4 separate regions of the Rattus norvegicus genome follow, and regions 2, 3 and 4 are each linked to region 1. Evidence: chromatin contacts called from public Hi-C data. All regions are on one chromosome and are shown on one strand. Each heading gives the region's core, a stretch centred on a gene start, on an enhancer-like site or on the middle of the called end of the contact. The rest is flanking DNA. Distances are from core to core; before and after follow the strand shown.

Region 1 (3,145 bases), core at 379-2,878:
GAGGGAACCCCTTTCTGCTAGAGAAAGTCCCAGAAGCCACACCCACCTTCCTTCCTTTCTGTCACCGGGAGTCACTATAATAGCCTTGTTTCCTCAGGAAGAAACCCCAGCCCTAAGTAATCCCTTTCCACGAAGTGCACGCATCCTCTGTATACTCAGTGCTCTGCACGCCCACTGTGTACGCAAAAAATCTTTCATAAATGCATGCGATATGTGCACACACAAATGCCTCAGGGGGCAAACAAGTGAGCCCGGACATATACACAACCCCTTTGTCTGTCTCAAAACACATCCTTAAGGGCCCTGTTTTCTCTTTAGAAGCCTGAACAACTCCAGACCTTAATTCTCTCACCCAAGACAGTAGGAAAGAAGCAAGACTCAAAACTCCCTCTCAGGAAGACCCAGGGAAAGGGGGTGGGGCACGGCATTACTTCTCAGTTGAACCACACTTGCAGGTGACCCTGGGCAAGTCAATTAGCCCTCTGTAAAATGGGCCTAAGGACATCTCAGCCCACTGGACGTTAAATACTGAGATAATTTAGGGGGCCACACTGCCAGCGCTAGTCAAGCCCTCTTCTACACACATTAATTATTATCAACCACTAAATTATCTCAACCTAAAGGAACCCTCCAGCGCTGAGCCAGAGCTGGGAAGTGAGAACATTCCCCTGCGACGCCCCTTCCAACCTCAGGACCCACACCCATTCCGGCCTTAGAAGGGGAGGGGAGGGTCCGAGGTCCTCGTCTCCACCTAGGTGGAGAGATCTCAAGCAAGAGAGCAGTCGCTTCTCAGGTCTCCACGCCCAGGCTCCGAGCCAACGCCCTTTCAGCTCGGGCGGGTCACTCTGTTCAGGGCGCACCTGGCGAGCGTAAAGTAGGGATTTGGTACTTGAGTCCAGGGCTTTGCCATTAGGGCCAGCAGACGATTTCGCCAGCAATTCCAGGGGCTCCTGCAAATCAAATCTCCAGGTGTGACTGGAGGGTCTTAGTGCTTTAACCGACCTCAACAGTGCAGCGGCACCGCCAGGAGCACCATGTCGAGCAATCACGCCAGGTCCCAGCCCACAGATGGCGCCGCGGAAAAGGCCTATGTTCCTAGGGCTATCCCAGAACCATCTCCCTCTCGCCTCACGCCCGGGATGCGATGCGCGGTGGGGCGCGCTGCCGGATACCCCGATTACTGCAAATCTAGGGCCTGGCCACAACACTCACCAATGGACACGAGCTTAATGCTTTCGTGGTCTAGGAACTCCAGAGCCACAGACACATTCTCCAGCTTCATCTGTCGGAAGGTGGGCCGCTGATGGTACTTGTGGTGCATGCGCTTCTGGCTGAGCACCTCAAGCAACGCGATGAGCCGCAGCCCGTCGCTCAGGTCGGTCTGCAGGTTCCCGATGCGTTTGTTCACACACTTGAGGTGCTCGTTGCACCAGCGCGTGAACGTGTTCTGCTGAATCTTCTTCCACGGCGCGTCCTCCGCCAGGTCTTTCTCGGTCACCGGCATCCTGGAGGCAGAGAGTGAGCGGAGGCAACGAGCTTCAGGGACTGAGATGAAAAGCCCTAAGGGCCCGGGGAAGGGGAACTGAGGCAAGTGGGAAGGGGGCTCGAAAGCGTTGCTACACTAGCCGCAACAGGAGCTGGACTGTCTTCGTCCGTCCCCGGGCGCGCAAGTTGCCTGGCCTGGCGCCTGCGCGCTACGCTGCCCCGCCCCCGAGACTCCGCCCCTTTCCTACCCTATAGAAGCGAACTCCTTAGCGGCGCTCGCCCTCTACGGCCCAAAGGCTGCACTACGCCGGGGTTTGCCTCCTAAGTCTCACCAACCTGATGCACTGGCCAGCTAGAAGAAAGAAACTTTGCAAAGGCACAGGAGGAGGCAGGGGACTAGACTAGAAGGAAGGGTCACGTCAAGAAGGAATATGTTCCGAAAAAAACAAAAAACAAATAAACTACATTTAGGGGTTGGGGATTTAGCTCAGTGGTAGAGCACTTGCCTAGCAAGCGCAAGGCCCTGGGTTTGGTCCTCAGCTCCGAAAAAAAAACAAAAAACAAAAAGAAGGAATATGCTACCTATCTATAGATTCAGTGAGAGGCAGGTGCTTTTCTTAGACCCTGCAAGGCAACGCTAAATCAGACACGTTAATTTCTGTTTGTCAAGGAACACAGCCTTAAAGTCCAATACCACACACGACTGAGTAGCAGTAGTGAACAAGAACTGTTTTCTATGGATATTAGTAGTCTTTCGTCGGTGCAACAAGTTACCAAAACTTGGTGCCAAGAATCCCACGAGTTTCTTATTTTGCATCTCAGTAAGTTATTTGTCCCATCTGAGGCTCCTTGGCCCAATGCATTTCTTGCTGGAACTTCTGGGAAAGAATCGGTTCCTTTGCCCTTCCAGATTCTAGAAGCCGCGTGCATGCTTTGGCTTGCGATGCCTTTCTTATTGTCAAAGCCTGTAAAACAAGGCACAGACATCTTTCTCACCCTGTCATCTCCTTAGTCCTCCATAGTCAGGTCTTCCTAGAACTCTCTTGAAGACCCTGTTGACTGTATGGGACAAAGTTGATTAGTCCAGAAGAACTTGTTATGTTTTATTTTATAACTATGATGGCCAAGAAAGGGCTGGATAAATGGGTCCTGGCACCTACTGACCTGTGTCCTTCTCCTCTTCCCTTTGCCTGAGAATTCAATTCGTTTCTCTCCACACCCCAAGCCTGGTAGCTCTCAGCTCAGTTTGGCTATCTCCTCCACGAAGCCACCCTGTTCCCCCAGTGTGGGGGAGTATATGGAAATCTAAGACCTTGAAGACATTAGAGATGGACGTCTGGCATTAGATGAATTCCACCTGCTCTGCATAACCCACCAATAGGTCTAGAGCCATCACAGCCACGGCTGTGTCTGTGTACCTGGTGTAGGGTTGCCATATAAGACGCAGAGAACAGGGGGTTGGGGATTTGGCTCACTTGCCTAGGAAACGCAAGGTCCTGGGTTCGGTCCCCAGCCCTGGAGAAAAAAAGAAAAAAAAGATGTAGAGAATAGATGAATGGGTGGGTAGATGGATGGATGAACACTTGCAGATCGAGGGGGGCAGCTCTCATCCTGCATGCAGAGTTGCTGGGGTGTGGGGCACCCACCATGTGTGACCTAG
Region 2 (3,145 bases), core at 387-2,886, 170 kb before region 1:
CGCAAGAGTTCCTGGGTTTGACCTCCAAAAGTGCAAGAATGGAGAGCAGTGGCTCTCAGGAGGTGAAGGCAGGCGAATCAGAAGCTTAATGTTATTCTTGGCTCCATAGGAAGTTCGAGGTCAGCCTGAGCTAGAGGTCCTGTTTCAAGAAATTTCAAGAAAGAAATTTCAAAGAAATCTGAAGGCATGACATGTGGGCTTTCCTTTCCCGTGTCCCTTTCCCTTCAAGTGCAAGTACAGCCCTGTGTAGACGCTGTCCTGTGAGGCTAAACTGAGAACCTGTTTCACTGGCTGGTCCAAAGGGATCTGCAAAATTACAGCTCCCACTGAGAGAGAATAAGGGAATACAAGAACCAAATATGAGTGACCGGTGGCCTAGAAGCACAGATTTAGGCTTCCCCGGATACTTCATTCCAACAAGATAACAGTTTGGGGATTCTGTTTGTTTATGTGTATGGGTGTTTTGTCTGCATGTGTGTCTGTGCACCGTGTGTATGTCTGGTGTCTGTGGAGGTTGGAAGAGGGCGTCAGAACTCCTTGAACTGGAGTTCCAGACCATGACAAATGGCTCCGTGGGTGCTGGGAATTGAACTGGCATCTTCTGAAAGATCATTTAGTGCTCTTAACCTCTGAGCCATCTCTCTAGCCCCCAGTTTCGAGATGTTTTTATAGGAACAAAGCCAAAGAAAACACTGGTGGGAATACCAGTTAGGCGGCTTCAACAAAGGGAAAAAAAAATCCATGTTATTGGCCTTAGTTGCTACCTGATGACATTCTTGGATTCTGGGTTGGTGGAAGCTAGGGTTCTGCTTGACTATTCCAACAGGGGTTTACCTGATGGCCACAGGATGTTAGGTCAGGCACAGATGCTGGCAATGGATGGCCCGTAGGGCGCTGAAGATGGCTGCAGGATCATTGGACTCTGCGACCGTCATCATTGTATTAGTCAACCATCTCTGTAGAGTCTGTAACTTGGGTGTGGCTCCCCCCACCCCACCCTCCGTGCTTCAGTTTACACAGGTGAGTTTTGCTAGAATTACGCAATCTTAAATCGTGCTCCCCTCCTCGCCGCAAACCTGAAGCTGCTTGGTGAGATGCGATGACACGGTAGTGTGTGCGCACCGTAGGATCGCTGTCTGGCTGCTCACTCATTGCTGCCCACAGCAGAATCAGCCACTGGAAACACCCGTTTGTTTGGGTCACATGGCCCATCCCTGCCCGTCTTGGGAACTTTCCTGCAAGCTCTTTATTTCTGCTGCCTCTAAGGGTCTCAGCCTATGACCCTTTTGCTCCTGGGAGCTCCACCTTGCCTTCCTCAGACTCCAAGGTATCCTCTGTTTCTCTGAATTCAAACTAAACTTGACGTTCTGCACTCATGGAGACGGCTGAAGTACAGATGTGTCCAGTGGCAATTGCTTACCAAATCTTTGTCCTCCAGCAGGTGGCTCCACCAGTCCAGGTCCCCTCTGGGTGGACAGACATTTCCCAGCTCATCAGCTATCAGGGAAAAGGCCCATGGCTACCACAGGAGACAAGCCCAGAGATCAGAACTGACCCCACCCCCATCCCTGCCCACTGAGGTTGTAAGTGGCTTTTAAGAAGGCTGGTGCATAAATCCAGCATGCTGTTTTCCCTACACGGGCATCAAGACCAGAGGACTCCCTAAAGGCTAACTCATTGTCTTCATTTCCTTGGTGATTGAAAACGCGTGATGGTGAGTTCCTCAGAGAAGTGAAAGTGGCCCAGAGGGATCCAGTAATTCCTGTTATCGGCCAGCTTTATAAGTCAGCGAGCCAGGCGCCTGTCTTCATCCGGCCTGAAGTCCCAAGAGTGCAAAGATGTCCCTGTACCCAGCTTCCCCATACCTGGCCTCCCTGCTACTCTTCATCCTTGCCCTTCATGGTGCCCTGTCCCTGAGGCTCTGCTCCTTCAATGTGAGGTCCTTTGGAGAGAGCAAGAAGGAAAACCACAATGCCATGGATATCATTGTGAAGGTGAGTCACATTCTTGTCCTGGACAACCCTAGCACCTTCTCCCAGCTTCAAGGGATCTGAAAGTTGCCCTCGGGTGGTGGGGAGGTAAGGACAGACTGCTGGCTTAATAGGTGGCTAAACCGCCATCACCATAACCACCTCAACTTTGGGTGTTTTCTGCTCCATTTTCAGACTGGGTGGGTCTGTACTTTCCTCAGGGTGGTGCAAGTTTACTTGAGCAGGTAAATGTGATGCTCTTGCCAGAGTCCGACTGGCAGTCAGTTCCAGGTACCGGCTGCTGTTTCGATAGTTTTAATTGAACATCCTGAATGTCTGTGTCAGCCGCCATAAATACCATGGTGTCATTAGTCAATCTCAGGGGCAAGGGCTGTTGAAGAGAATGAAGTCAGAGGTTCTGGGGAGCGCCGGGGAGTGGGTGGAGGGGAGCTAGTGCAGCCCTGCCTGCCTCAACTTCATAATCTTGGTGAAGTATGAGAGCCAGGCTCCCTCCTTCCCTCCCTTCCCCCACTTCTTCTTCCCTCCTTGTCTCTCTCCTTTAATCCCTCCATCCGTCTCCCACATTGATCCACCAACTCTCGGTTCTGATCTTTCTCCGTTTATAGTTATTATTGTCCTTGGGCAACATGACCTATGTCTGGGGAAGCTGCGTACAGTTTTCTGGAGTCAAACGGCTCTCTGCTCCGTGGGTTCTGATGCTGGGACTCTGTGGGGCGGTTATTACTTAAAAACAAACAAAGCAGAATGGGATTAGAATTCACTCCAGTTGGTGGGATGCTGGCTTAACATTTGTGAAGTCCTGAGTTCCAACCGCAGCACTCCACACACCAGGCAGTCTCAGCACCAGGGAGGTAAGAGGGTCTGAAGTTTAAGGTCATCGTTGACTACATAAATGATAAAAGGTCAGCCTGGTCTACACGAGACCCTATCTCAACACGAAATACCACACCACCACCACTACCATCACCACTACCACCACCACCACCACCACAATCACCACCACCACCACCACCACCACCACCACCACCACCACCACCAGCAGCAGCAGCAGCAGAGGTCCCAGCGTATGGTGACAATGCCAGCCACCCTGGGTTCAGACCCCATCTATCAGCTGAGGGAGCTCAAGATACCCCCTCTTCCTGATATTTCACATG
Region 3 (3,145 bases), core at 276-2,775, 140 kb after region 1:
TACGGACCTCTGGCCACACAGGCCAGTGTAATATTCCTGACCTAGGCACCCTGTCTTCTGTTCTCTGGTTCTTCTCTCCTAAGCAGTGACAGCCACCCTCCTGTTCACTTTTACACACTGTAACTCTCTTGGGTAAGGGTTTCTTTGCAGTGTGACTTCGTGGTGCTCCTTGGCGCCTGACTTCCAGGATACCTCTCCCTTCAGGGATACAACACTTGGATTTGGGAAAACTTTTCCCCAGTGGAAAAGTCCCCTCCACAGAGCTGTAAACCTTACAGATTAGAGTTTTTGCAGAGACATTTCTTAAAGTCAGTACTGAAACATTAACTATGTTCAAATATCTTTCAACTTAAATTCTCATTTCCCATAGACCTGAAGAACATCTTACGAAGGATTAGACAGAGTAGTGTACACCACTGCCCAGAACGTGAGAAATGCTCTCACCAACTGTGCTGCCTCTCTGACTCTGAGGAAGGTTTCCTGGAACAAACCCTAGTTCTCTTCACTGTCCTTTGAGATTTACTGGGAGACTGTCTTTCTCCTGCCTCCATCCCTTGTCTGTCGTGGAACTTAGTTACTTCTGATTACAAACCAAATTAGTGTCCAATGTTCATTTCCCCCTTCCCACTTTGTCCTTCACATTACCCAGATGTTTATTTTTTCAAGTAAGATATAAGGTCAGAACCTGAGGGATGACTTAGGATCTGCAGCTGCTATCATGTTAAGTAGGGGCCAGGCCGAGAGAATGTATGTGAGGTGTAGTGAAGAAGGGGAAGTGTCAGGGGGTCTGTGGAAAACTATGGTCCCATTATAGCAGTCACATCCATTCCACTCAAACACTGTGTCCTAGTTAGCCTAGAATCGCCTGCAATAAAGTGTCTCGGTAATTGACTTTTTATAAAGTTACTCTGTGGGCATTGTCTGTGATATGGGCATGTATTGATTGATAACTGGGTAGGAGAGCCTAGCACACTGTGAATAGTACCATTTGTAGGGAGCGGCACATATAGATAAGATGGTGCTGACATCTAGTGGTCGTTTGTGGTATACAACCATTAAAGCCGTGTCCTTGGCATTCCTCTGGCATCTACAAGGCCAGGGTGATATTCATGCTAATAAGGTATTTCATGCTCCACCAGTCCCCAGAGGACAAGTTTACAGCCACAGCCTGTCTTGTATATAAGGCTGCTGCCTTTGTTCCTCGGGGTCCCCCCTATCAACAATGAGGTGTTCCTGCAATAAAGGCTGTTGAGAAGAATCCAACGGTGTTGCGTCTTCCTTGCTGGTCGAGGTGGGCGCTTCACCATTACCTAAGCGTCATGGGCTGTATGAGGATACTAGCTGAACAAGAACCTGGCAGGTAAGTAAACAAGCTCTGGTACTTTCTTATTTGTGAAGGCGGGCCAGGAAGGAGGAAGGCCTGAGGGACAGGCCATGTAAGCATAGCACCCCCATGTGAAGCTCCAGAAACGGTTGGGCTTCAGTGAGTTTATCCCGCCCCCACAAGGTTCGAAGTTTGCAGTGGAGAGAGCGACCCGGAAGTGGAGCACGAGAGGTCAAGCCCATGTGAGACGGGATTTAGATGTGAGTGATCCCCACCTGTGACCCCTCCTTCTATGTTGCTTCCTTTTTTTTTTTTTTTCCACATATATTTGCAACCTCTGCTAAGATGGTTCCAGGAAGGACTGAGGCAGCCACTGACTGCTGTTTTACTGCATTGACTCAGGTCATGGACCACACTGCCTTTCTATTCATTGTTCTCTGGGCCCAGGAACCAATTCTGTCAGTGCCATCCTCTTGGCCTGATGGAGCCTGGATCAGGCAAGGGTAATAGCTACCAACAGGAAGCTACCAAGCCAGGAATGACTCACCTACAGTATGAGCAGAGCCTGGCCCTCCCCATGACACAGAGGCCATGATCCGGGTCCTGCGGTGCACCGGAGCAGTGAACTTCTGTAAGCAGCCACAGGAGGAGGAGGCGGCACGTGACATCAAGGCAAAGGTACTGCTCCTGGGTAAGGAGCAGGACCAATTCTAGGAACTATATGCTGCCCTGGAGAAGACACACGTCATCTGATGCCCATTCTCTGTCTGAAGGGCGTCCTCAAGCTCAGTAGTTCACCAAGGAAGCAGGTGAATGGCTGCCGCCTGTGGCCTTAGGCCACGCTTCTCTTTGAAGCTCCTAGTGGGGTGGTCCGGATCATACTAAGGTCTCTGTCTCTCTCGTATGGGCGATACCTTCTTGCTGAGCCTGTACACAGGAAGAACTGGAACTGATGCCTGGAGACAAATTCTTGCCTTTATCCTGAGGGTTTCTGTGAACAATATGGCCGTGCCTTCTTCCTTATAGTTGCCACTGCTGTGTGGTCCTCTAGAGGTCACGGGATATCCTCGGGATCTGCTAGCTTTTCAGAGCAACAGGCTGCAGCCAACAAGAAGGGAATCAAGGCCAGGGGCAGAATGTCTTTGACATTCCATTTTTGGACTACTTGGGTCTTTTTATTTTGTGACTGTGTCAGTTTCCTTATAGCGTTCTTGACCTCAGTCTCTAGGTCTCCTAGATTTGCTGTGAGTTGTGTACAGTGCCTCCCTCAGTTCCTTAAAAATCGTGGTCCAGGAAAAAAAAAAAACAAAAAACAAAGGAGGAAGTTGCATTGCACCATGGGAAAACCTTAGCCATAGTTGCTTAGTTCCAGTTCTACTAGGCAAGTTTGAGAGCTACGGCAAAGGAAATAGACAATGGCTAGCGTTTTAAAATGGACAAACCACAATTGTTTCAATTTGAGATTTTCTGCTACATAATGCATTACATGTTTTTTTCCAATGATATATCTTTTTATTCACCTTACATCCCGATCACAGCCCGATACCTCATCTCTTCCAAGGTCCACCCTTACAGGTCCCTCCGCCAATTACTCCCCCGCCCCCCTTTCTAGTCCCAGCATGAATAGACACATCCTCTCCCACTGAGGCCCAGCCCAGCTGTCCATGTAGCAGGAGGGGGATCCAATGACAGGGAAAAAAGCCAGAGGCAGGCCCGGTTCCACTTGTTAGGGGACCCACATGAAGACCAAGTTGCACATTTGCCACAAATGAATAGTGGGTCTAGGTCCAGCTCCAGCATGGTCTTGGGTTGGTGGCTCAG
Region 4 (3,145 bases), core at 215-2,714, 140 kb before region 1:
GGGAGAGCCGGGATTCAGAATCCTGTTCTACCTCTACGGGCTGTGCCGGGAGGACTCTGCAGAGGTCATATCTCACAGGGCTTTGCGATCTGAATTCCTGTCCCAGGTACCTTCCCATACGACTTCCCCAAATGCTGAGACAAAGGGAAGCAGGCTTATTCCCATTTCTCAAATATAGAAACCAAGGCCTTGAGAAGTGAACATTTTCGTGAGATCATCCTGTCCAGAAACAGTAGAACCAGGATTTGAGGTCTCCCCAACCCCATTCCAAATAAAGGCCCTGTTTTCTTGTTTGCATTTGGTTTGGGTTTTGAAGTTTTTTGTTTGTTTGTTTGTTTGTTTGTTTGTTGAGAGAGGTCTCATGTAGCTCTGGCTCGTGTCAGACCGAGCTGAGGAGACTGACTTTGAACTCCTGATCTTTCTGCCTCTTGAGTGCACAAGTGCGCACCACCATGTCTGACAGGCCCGTGTCCGTTCATTTCACAGCCACTCACTGTCAATTCCAAGCAGGCTGCTGGGAGGCTGTGAAAAAAAAAAAAAAACTAACTAGGAAATCTTGGAATCCAAGAAGCCCTCCAGGCCAAATGGGCACACAGACTGCTGACTTGGCAGTTCTGTAGACTCACCAAGATGTAGAGGTGCCACAAGTGGGCTCAGTTACTACGCCTGGAGGACTCTGGGAAGGCTCCTTAGGGCAGGCCGCATGTAGCTTGGTAAAGGAAGGGGAAGGTGCAGGGTGCGTTCTAGAAACCAGGCCAAACACCAATCTGCAGGTAAGAAGTCTCCCGGTCTGCTAGCAGGGTGGTGAGCTAGTTTGGTTCTTTGTGTCAGGAGGAGGGTGGTAAAGACTGAGGAAGAGGAGGAGGAAGATCCGTCCGGCCTCCCGAAAGCCTAAAACGACAAGAGTGTAATGGTCTTACCCACATGCCAGCCATAGTTCCAGGAAGACACCATCGGGTACTTGTACTTCTTCTCTGGTATCAGTTGATGCCGCTCCTTGAGGTACAAGATCCTGCCCTGGCCCTCATGGGAGATGCCTTGGAACAGCAGCTTCAAGGTGGCCGGGTTGGGAGGCTTCATCTCTAAGTCCTCTGGCCTGCCCTGGGCTGCTGTGTACTGAACACCTTGTCTGGTCTGCCTCACTCCACTTCCCTGGACCCTACTGGCCTCTGGCCATTCTGCTTGCGCCTTTTTTCTGACAGGGGAACCTGTGGGAGGCACCGGGCCTGCTTTCAAGACTGACCCACGGGGGGCCTGCAGGGACTGATTCCTGGTCTTGGACCCATCTTTCAGGTACTTGTGTCCATATCGGATATTCCAGGTAGTCCGAGCAACCACCTCCTTCTTTATTCGCTCCTCCCAGAAGGCCTTGTTCGAGGTGTTTAACAGGTCCCTCATGTTAGGGTGCCCAGGGGAGGGAAGGAAGATTGTTCCTCCTGAAGTTCAGCAGTCTGTTTGGATGGCTGGTATCTGTCTCCAAGGAAACGCGTAGCCAATGAGAGTCAAGTTGCCAGGGCTGCTAGAGAGGAGGGGGTGGGATGGTAAGGGGACTAGGGTCACCTATTGGTGGGCCAGGCCAGGTCAAGTAGGAAGAGAAAGCAGAGCCATGGGCCAGTGAAATAGCTCTGTGGGTGAGGGTTCTGCCATGGAAGCCCAATGGCCTGGGTTCCATCCTGGAACACAGAGTGAAAAGAGAGTTCAGACTCCCAAAAGCTGCCCTCTGACCTCTATAGGTGTGTCTTACACTCACTTATGTCACAGCTCTCATATACACACATACACAAACACACATGTATACACACACACACACACACACACACACACACACGTAAATGACAAATTTAAAGAAAGAGAGCAGAGTCTGGCCATGACCCTCCCAGGGTAACAAGTGTTTGTCGAGGGAGTCCCACTCTCTTCCAGGGTGTCATATGCTGAGTGTTCCCAAGGGAATAGAGGAGCTGCTGCCCCTCTTCCACACAGCAGATCCTGAAGTCACCTGCTATATACCAGACACCCACATGGACCCACAGAAGGTCCAGTGTCTACCCTCAAGAAGCTTGGGCGCGTGGCTAAGGGGCTTGTCCTGATAATTCTGTGTGTGGCCTCACTCCCCAGAGGCTCGACCCTGTCACTGTCTAGTAGCAGCTTGTGTGGACACAGGACAGTTGTAGGGATAAGCTTTAGCATTCGGAGAATGGTATGTTATTTCACGTGTGTAAAGCACCGGGGTAGAGTCTGGTTTGTGGGGCAACCTCCATCATCAATGTCAGGTGGAATTTAACATGGGCCTGTTGGGAACTGGGGTGCGATGCTATGCTCTAAGGCCTTAGGTTATCTCCAGGCTCATGACGCCCTTCCCAGGTGCAGAAATGAAGGTATAGGCGAATTCTTATCACCCACTGCTGGTATGTGGAGGCTCACACCTGCTTCCACAAGGCTGGGCTCTTTCCAGTTTTCACACGCTTGCCTGGCAAGCCACAGGGCTGGGGCTGAGATCTAGACCTGAAATTGTTGCACCTGACACACTGCTTAAATCCTCACACACTGGGCCATTCTGTATTCAGACAGCGGGGCCCAGAGACAGAATGTCTGCCAGACTTCCCTCTCTGAGAACACCCTGCCCGGGTTTAGCTGGACCCAAGGAATGTGCCCCACCTCAGTGGTGACTGGGCGAGGCCACACATCCTGGTGGTGTGGAAGGGTGGGCGGGTGGTCAGACAGAGGGGGAAACACTGGCAATAAAAGGCCGGTAAGAGTCTTTGTCCTGGGGAGAGATAAACAAGTCCAAAGCTCAAAGCACCCTAAGATCCGTGCCACAAGTCAGGCTTGTAAATTCTGGTCTCCTGGCTGCCTTGAGAATGTTGAGGAAAAGGGGTGTGAGGGGTGGGCCCCTAAATTCCATGTACACGAGCCAGTCCCCACAGCCTTGGGGGCCCAGACAAAGCAGAGAAGGATCTTTTGTTGGCAAGGACCTTTCCCACCACACATTTGGCCAAATCTTTAGGAAAAGGGCAAAGGAAAAGGAAGCTGAATCCAGCTCGTGGTGCACCTCCAGTTTTAACACTTGTAAGAAAGAAAAATAGTAAATTTTATTAGGCGATGCCCACATTGTTTTTTGACCTAGGTCTCTCATGTGGTTTGAAAC

What was found. Hi-C and Micro-C count contacts between places; a contact is called where the count stands out from the background.
Region 2: a contact with region 1 is called in a Hi-C map of hepatocytes, with 8 times the contacts expected there. The contact joins the promoter of Dnase1l3 here to the promoter of Flnb in region 1. A contact is called at or near these places in 2 of 12 Hi-C or Micro-C datasets (hepatocytes and mammary epithelial cells).
Region 3: a Hi-C map of the A7r5 cell line shows a contact between it and region 1, with 2.7 times the contacts expected there. The contact joins the enhancer-like site here to the promoter of Flnb in region 1. A contact is called at or near these places in 2 of 12 Hi-C or Micro-C datasets (the A7r5 cell line and Schwann cells).
Region 4: a Hi-C map of Schwann cells shows a contact between it and region 1, with 11 times the contacts expected there. The contact joins the promoter of Atp6v1fnbl here to the promoter of Flnb in region 1. A contact is called at or near these places in 10 of 12 Hi-C or Micro-C datasets (the A7r5 cell line, Schwann cells, frontal cortex and 5 more) and 1 of 1 datasets of contacts at active chromatin or transcription factors (oligodendrocytes).

The regions. Positions count from the first base shown.
Region 1 is chr15:19,523,581-19,526,725 of GRCr8, forward strand. Flnb (filamin B) reads right to left here and starts at 1,629. Exons shown (of 45, transcript NM_001107288.1): 1 at 1,213-1,629. The coding sequence starts at 1,504.
Region 2 is chr15:19,350,916-19,354,060 of GRCr8, forward strand. It overlaps Dnase1l3 (deoxyribonuclease 1-like 3), which reads left to right and starts at 1,637. Exons shown (of 8, transcript NM_053907.1): 1 at 1,637-1,994. The coding sequence starts at 1,839.
Region 3 is chr15:19,664,281-19,667,425 of GRCr8, forward strand. No RefSeq gene overlaps it. Among named protein-coding and RNA genes, the nearest start is that of Ube2g1l1, 31 kb to the right of the region's middle. Within about 2 kb of position 1,526, at least 2 of the 93 cell types and tissues checked have an H3K27ac peak or open chromatin away from gene starts, as enhancers often do. A contact at or near this core is called in the A7r5 cell line, where this site is marked.
Region 4 is chr15:19,386,687-19,389,831 of GRCr8, forward strand. It overlaps Atp6v1fnbl (ATP6V1F neighbor like), which reads right to left and starts at 1,465. Exons shown (of 2, transcript NM_001409001.1): 1 at 921-1,465. The coding sequence starts at 1,398. All of the region lies in intron 1 of LOC103693818 (a long non-coding RNA gene), which reads left to right.